Regions from separate parts of the Zea mays genome. Here region 2 is linked to region 1. The links are chromatin contacts, called in public Hi-C maps. All regions are on one chromosome and are shown on one strand. The core of a region is the stretch at or near the end of the contact, and the rest is flanking DNA. Distances in the headings are between cores, read along the strand shown.

The links. Hi-C and Micro-C count contacts between places; a contact is called where the count stands out from the background.
Region 2: a Hi-C map of endosperm shows a contact between it and region 1, with 2.9 times the contacts expected there. The contact joins the promoter of LOC542083 here to the promoter of LOC103632616 in region 1. A contact is called at or near these places in 4 of 25 Hi-C or Micro-C datasets (ear, endosperm, tassel and 1 more).

What each region holds. Positions count from the first base shown.
Region 1 is chr7:99,207,324-99,210,532 of Zm-B73-REFERENCE-NAM-5.0, reverse strand. It overlaps LOC103632616 (Retinol dehydrogenase 13), which reads left to right and starts at 1,890. Exons shown (of 5, transcript XM_008654369.3): 1 at 1,890-2,718. The coding sequence starts at 2,194.
Region 2 is chr7:99,572,149-99,575,606 of Zm-B73-REFERENCE-NAM-5.0, reverse strand. It overlaps LOC542083 (histone acetyltransferase 1), which reads right to left and starts at 1,731. Exons shown (of 10, transcript NM_001111717.1): 1 at 1,592-1,731; 2 at 776-817; 3 at 367-476; 4 at 197-265. The coding sequence starts at 1,676.

The sequences.
Region 1 (3,209 bases), core at 641-3,140:
CGGGGCAACACGCATGGACAACCGCGTCGCCTGTACTAACGCCCAAGTACCTAACTACGCACAATTAACTGTGACCACGTCACTCACAGCTAGTGCGACGTAGTACCCACCAGAGTGTCTTTCTTTCTTTCTTTCTTTGGGCAGCCTTAACACATACGGCCTTTGGTAATGAAGTTGATGGAGGACGCCGTCACGGGCCATTTGCTTTCACCTTACTTTCAACTCGATCGTTCCTAGGAGTATTTATAATCTTTGTAAAATAGAGAATTTGTAATGTATATTATATTATTTATAAAGTAAAGATTAAAATATAAGATGAGATAAGATACACAGCCTCATAGCATCTCGCATGTTTTGCCTAGGGTAGTAACTTCTGACGTTGGCTGTGTATGGCACAAAGCTAGCAAGAGAGGGAGCAGCAGTGTCTATAGATCCGTCACGTCAACGTAATGCCAACGCTGGCTTTGCATTATACCAAATGCGTGCCTTTAACTTTCTCCATCAAGTTATACAAAACGTCTAACTATAACAAGAAAAATATAGTTCATACTTAAGATATGTTATATGTTAAGCAATACTTAAGATATGTTATACAAAACGTCTAACTATAATTCAAAGCCGTACTTAAGATATGTTATACATTAAGCAATATAACAATAAAAATAAATAATATTATGATTTTTTGAGTGAGACAAGTCCGCATAGAAAAGTTAAACTAATTATAAATTAGAACGAAGAAAGTATGTTTTAATGTCTCAACTCTGATCAATTATAAGTAAAAATATTAATATTTATAATATTAAAAATATTATTATATTATTTATAGAAACATATTGTTATACTAAATCGACCACTTTAACTGGCATGCAATCCATAATCACGTTCTTTTTATGACGGAGAAAAGCACATAAAAGCCAAAAGAAAAATTATCTCATAAACGATACCTGTTTCATTATAAGCGTGAATAGCAATAAAAAAGTATAAGCGTGAATTCAGTCGCTTAACAATCCGCTTTATGCAAATTACCTATTTTTTTAACTCAATTATAAAACCAGTTGTAAAAAAAACAAGTATGTTGCAATCATATGTACGGTACTTTCAAACCACACATCCAAATCGACGCCACTCCCTCAACACCATAATAAAATAGTTGACCCTTTAAGATTAAGAATGTGTTTGAATGCACTATAACTAATAGTTAGCTGACTAAAAAGTGACACTTGAAATTAACCAGCTAATTGGCTAATTATTAGCTAATTTTAGCTGTGTGGAACCAGCTAATAGGCTAATGAGTAGTTGAGAGTGTAGCTAATAGTTAGTTGGACTATTAGTTAAGATAGTTTAGATGTTAGATAATAGCTAAACTATTATTTAGAATGTTTGGATATCTCTATCTAATTTTAACAGTTAAGTATTTAATATAATGTATTTAAACTTGTTCTAAATTTTGTCTTAAAATAGTTGCCATTGTCAATCTTTAATGGACATTTTTTTTGCTTCTGTTACATATTTTTTTATCTAATACATCTATATCTCTAGTTTTAAGTGGTATTTTGGTTTGTTTGTCTTCTGTATTGGTCTGAAGGACACATACGATGTTTATAGGTTATGAAGCAACACGCGCAAGCTGTTTTTATTTTCAATTTCCTATAAGAAATTTACACCAAATGTGTAAACATGCTTTACTTCCTTAACATTATTTTTGTCATCGTAAAAATGAAAACACGGTAAGGAAAGATATAATATGTAAGGTATAAACCGTGCAAACAAGACATAATAATGAAGATGAAAAACCTTTCTAAAATATTCAAGAAAGTGATAGTTGTTTAAAAAATATGTATATTTTTAAAAACCTCTCATCTCTATCCTTATGTTTATTTGTAGCAATGGGTTGATAAATCACTGGTTAGCTGCGAGTAGCCCTTGCAATTTACACCGCGAATTGCCATCTCGCTCGCTGTAGTTGGGAAGAGGGCTTTCCCTCTTTCTCTCTCCTCGTCATCCCCAGCGACGAAAAGCGTCTCATCGCCTTTCTCTCTCCTCTCTCCGGACCGGAGCCTACTCTCTCCACTAGAGAGCGCGGGACCTAGCACGAGTAGAGGGAGAAGTTGAGGGGGAGGTCGTCGCCGCCGCCGCCGCCGCCGCCGCCGCCGCCGCCGCCGCGAGGTCACCGTCGTCGCCGCCGCCGCTGCGATGGCTCGCCTGTTCCGCGAGTCTCGCCGCGACTCGTCCCACTCCTCCTCGTCCAACGGCTTCCTCCCTCCGGCGGCGGCTTCCAGCCCCTCTTCCGCCTCCGCGATCCCCTCGCCATTCCCGGACCTCGGGGTCGCCCTCTCCGCCGCAGACCTCCGGGAGGCCGCCTACGAGGTGCTGGTCGCGGCCTCCCGCACCACGGGCGGGAAGCCCCTCACCTATATCCCCCAGTCCTCGTCGGTGGCCACGGGGCCGCCGGTGTCCCCGGCCTCCTCCGCGTCCTCGGCCTCATCCGCCTCGCTCCAGCGCTCCCTCACCTCTGCCGCCGCCAGCAAGATGAAGAAGGCGCTCGGGCTCCGGTCCTCCGCCTCCTCCAAGGGTGTCGGCAGCCCCGGGAGTGGCGGGAAGGCGGCGCCCCCGCGGAGGCCCGCCACGGTTGGGGAGCTCATGCGGGTGCAGATGCGCATCTCCGAGCCCGCCGACGCCAGGATCCGCAGGGGGCTCCTCCGCATCGCCGCCAGCCAGGTAGGATTTCGCGTTCGGCTGCTGAGATTTCCGCTGGAATGTAGCTTGGATTTCAGGTCTTTGACTGATCCTCGTTTGCGTGCTCGTTCCAATGCTGGCGTTGGTGGATTGTAATGTAGATCTGGAGTCGGTCAAGCGTGCCATGCTGTTCTCGGAGTTTGTTGAAGTGTCGGTCGAGAATTCAAATTTAGCTAAACTCACACCTAATTTCTTATTTTATTTAAAATTATACTATGTCTTACTATATATTTTTAGTTCAGAATTGGAATGCCGTCGCCAAACATGCGGCATTTTTATTGGGATGGGAATGGAATAACTTATCTGTTCTTTCGCTTTTTTTTGTTTTACAAATATTGTAATTTGGGTGTTGGCTGGAACAGCTGTTATTAATATCTGTTGCCTTCGTACCTAATTAAGGGGTTGTTTGGCATTGCTCCAGAGCAAAACTCCAAAAGGGAACTGACTAGAGCCAGCCAAACACCCTACCTTAG
Region 2 (3,458 bases), core at 482-2,981, 370 kb before region 1:
CAACTTCTTTGCAGTTTGGATTCAGAAAGCGTTTTAAAGGAATATCAATTACAGTTGGCAATCTTACACAGTAACTGAACATGATAAAAGTTTTATTCAAAAAACATCTATACCCATAAAGAAGTCAAAGTTTTACACAAATGGATCATAACAACAGCGTAGTTACTTGAATATTCTTTGATAAACTAGTACTCACATCAGATGTTTCGTCAAATGAAACATCAGCATATCCATGGAAAGATTTCGCACTTATCCACACATTTATCTGTAACAAACAAACACATCAAATACAATCATGTGGGATAACTAACATGTCAGGCTGGTGGGAGAAAGGACTAGAGTATTATTTCAATAACAGTCCTTTACCTTAAGATTTTTGTAACCATATATTTTTCCATCTTCACCAAAAAAATGGTTTAGGTCAAATGGCTGAATAGCAGTGCAGTCTACAGAGCTCACCTCGCCTGGATTCCATACTGCCATAAAACCAATGCAAGAAAAAAAATAACTTTCTGAAGGAACTAAATTCACTAAGTATATATGTGAAAAGAGTTATTGAAACTAGTGGGAATATGAGACAAACGGACAAGCATACATAGTACATACAGAAGGGGTGTAATAGTTGCTAAAAGGGTTGATTAGAAATATGACACTCCAATTTTGAAAAGTAAGAAAGCAGTTCATTTTCATGCCACTCCATGGCATGAAAATGAACCAACCATCTAATTTTGTAAAAATTACAATCTGCAGAGGGATGCTGAAAGTAATTCCATACCTAGAAACACTTTCATACACTCATTTGCCTCAACACCAGCATCTGCACAACAATAGGAAATAGAAAGTGGCTTAACCAGTTCATCTGTATGTCGGAAATAAACAAAAACGGCTGAAGGCACAGAAACGTGCAAGGGACATCCACACAGATGAACACACAGCGCAATTAACCTGTATGATTGTATCTCATAGAGCAATCCTTATGGGACTGATAGAACCCCAAAAGCATGATATCTCTTCAGGTTTGCAGAAACCAAAACAGGTCTACAGTTTAAATTATGTCAAGTGCACTCCACAAAGAAAGCAAAATGAAGAAAAATGTAAGATGAATAGAATGAGGTTCACCATTTCCTTATCACACTTTAACCTGTGTGACTATCCAAATCCTCTAAAGACAATGCATCAGGGGCTTAACCAAACAAAAGGTTAGATCCAATGCTCCACAAGCAGACAAGCAATAAATTACAGACAATGCACAGCCTCGATCCAGAAAACAGGGCAAAGCCTAACAATTTAGCAACTTCTTTCCACCTCCTTTTTACTAATAGAGAATAAACTCCCCACGCTTCAATGTCGCAACCACCAAATTAAGCAAGGCAGACACATCTAAATGAGAAGCAGCAGCCTCTCGGCTACGCTCCACAGGCATATCCGGCGGAAGCCGCCAGGCCAAAATAAACATAAAAATGAACACACGCCGGAACCCAACAAGACAGCAGGCGCGTCACAACACGAATGGGATCTGCAGCGCCTGACTCGCAGCCAGACGCACGAATCGCCGGAAATGAGAGGGTGATGCGTAGATCGAGTTTGGTACCGGTGTCGGAGAAGAAGACGCGGCGGCGCTTCTTGGTACCGGTGGCGGTGGCGGCGGCGTCGGTGTCCTTCTGCTTGAGCGCCATGGGGGAGGGGAGGACGGCGCGTCTGCCTGGGGTCGTTAGCGAGCTAGGGTTTTGGGATTTTGGGAGTAGAAGAGGCGGGAGTGAGGAGGCGGGAAAGAAATGGGGAATCGATGGCTGCGTTCGGGCGCGGCGGCGGGCGGCGGGCGGCGCGAGCTCCAAAATAAGGACATTATTGTCATGTTCACCGATGCCACATCACCTATATAAGGGGGGGGTTTGGTTACACCCAGCTAAAATTTAGCCCATATCCCATCGAATGTTTGAACCTCCGTTCCGGGTATTAAATGTAGTCAGATTATAAAACTAATTTGTGAGCCGAAGATTAAAAGACGAGACGAATCTAATCCAGTTGGTTGGGTCTATATTTCATACTCCTATTTAAAAGTCAAACGCTTGATGTGACCCAGGCTAAACTTTAGCAGGAGCAACTAAGGGTGGGAATGGATTGTGATCCATATGGTTCTTCACAAAATATCAAGGCCCTAAATAAATTATAGTTCAAAAATGAGTAGAAATAAAGCTCGATCCTAATCCGACTTGATCCTTAAATCTTATAGTGCAAAATTTACAGCCCATTGTCAGCCCTAGGAGCAACCAAACACCCCCTAAGTAATATGTTTATCATTTTTAGTCAGGTGCGATACCGCAGAATACAACTTAACAAGCCTTTTAACGGTTCATGGCCTTTACCGTAGGTGGCGTGAGTACAATGGTGATGGCAAAATCCATGATTAATCATAAATACAGAACGAGATAAATATGTAATATTATTATAAATACGTAGATCAAAATAGATTTAACTGATGTTAAACAAATATTATTAATATCGTACAAATTATTTTTTAAAGAGTAAATATAGAATGCGAAGATGACAGCACCAACGTCTCAGCTGAAGGAAGATCGACAATTTGTACCCACATCATGGTGATAGCAGTTTCCACAAGAAAATCCTTGATTATTATTTCGATATGCTTTGTGACACTTTCTTCTCTTGGAGTTATGACCATGTAAATGTATAATAATACTTACATTTCTTGTTTCTATGGATGATGTAAACGATGCATGTACTTTCTTCTTAATAAACCTGCTGGAAGAAGCGAAGCTACTTCGAGGGGTGGTCACGAGTGACACAAGGGCGCTAAAATAGGCAGCCAGACGGTTCGGCCCTAGGGCCGGACGATCCGCACTAATGGTGTGAATGGTCCACACGCGTGCAGAATTAGTTAGCTAAAATCGTAGATTTAGCTCGGGTACGGATTGTAGCGGGTCCAGACCCTCTCTCTATATATACATAGAGTACTACGGTCGATTAATCTTCATCAATCGAATCAATAATCAGTTTACATCTCGTTTTTACCTTAGACATTAGAAGTAGTTCTAATTTAGCTCTATATTAGCCTTTCCTACCCCAAATTCTCTGCTTCTCTTCGGCTCTACGTCGATTAGAGGTGTCTAGGGTGGCCTGTCGACCCTAGACAAGGCTTAGTACCTCTCCTCCCAGACGGGGTCACTCTCAGCAGCGAGATCTAGCACCGCCGGCGAACTCCGCCGCCCTGGGTACGCGCGGACTGTTCGGCCTCAGGCGCGGACCGTCCGGCCTGTCAGGCAGGGAACCAGCCTCTGCGCCAGGTCGTGTACCGTCCGGCCCCTGGCCGCGGACCGTCCGCACCTCCGCAGAGAGCACCGCTACAGGTTCTCAACGCAGTGATTGGCGTCCGGATCTGCGGCAACAAAAACAACATAGTATTGCACCACAATGTTGTCTATGTCTTATTGCTTTCC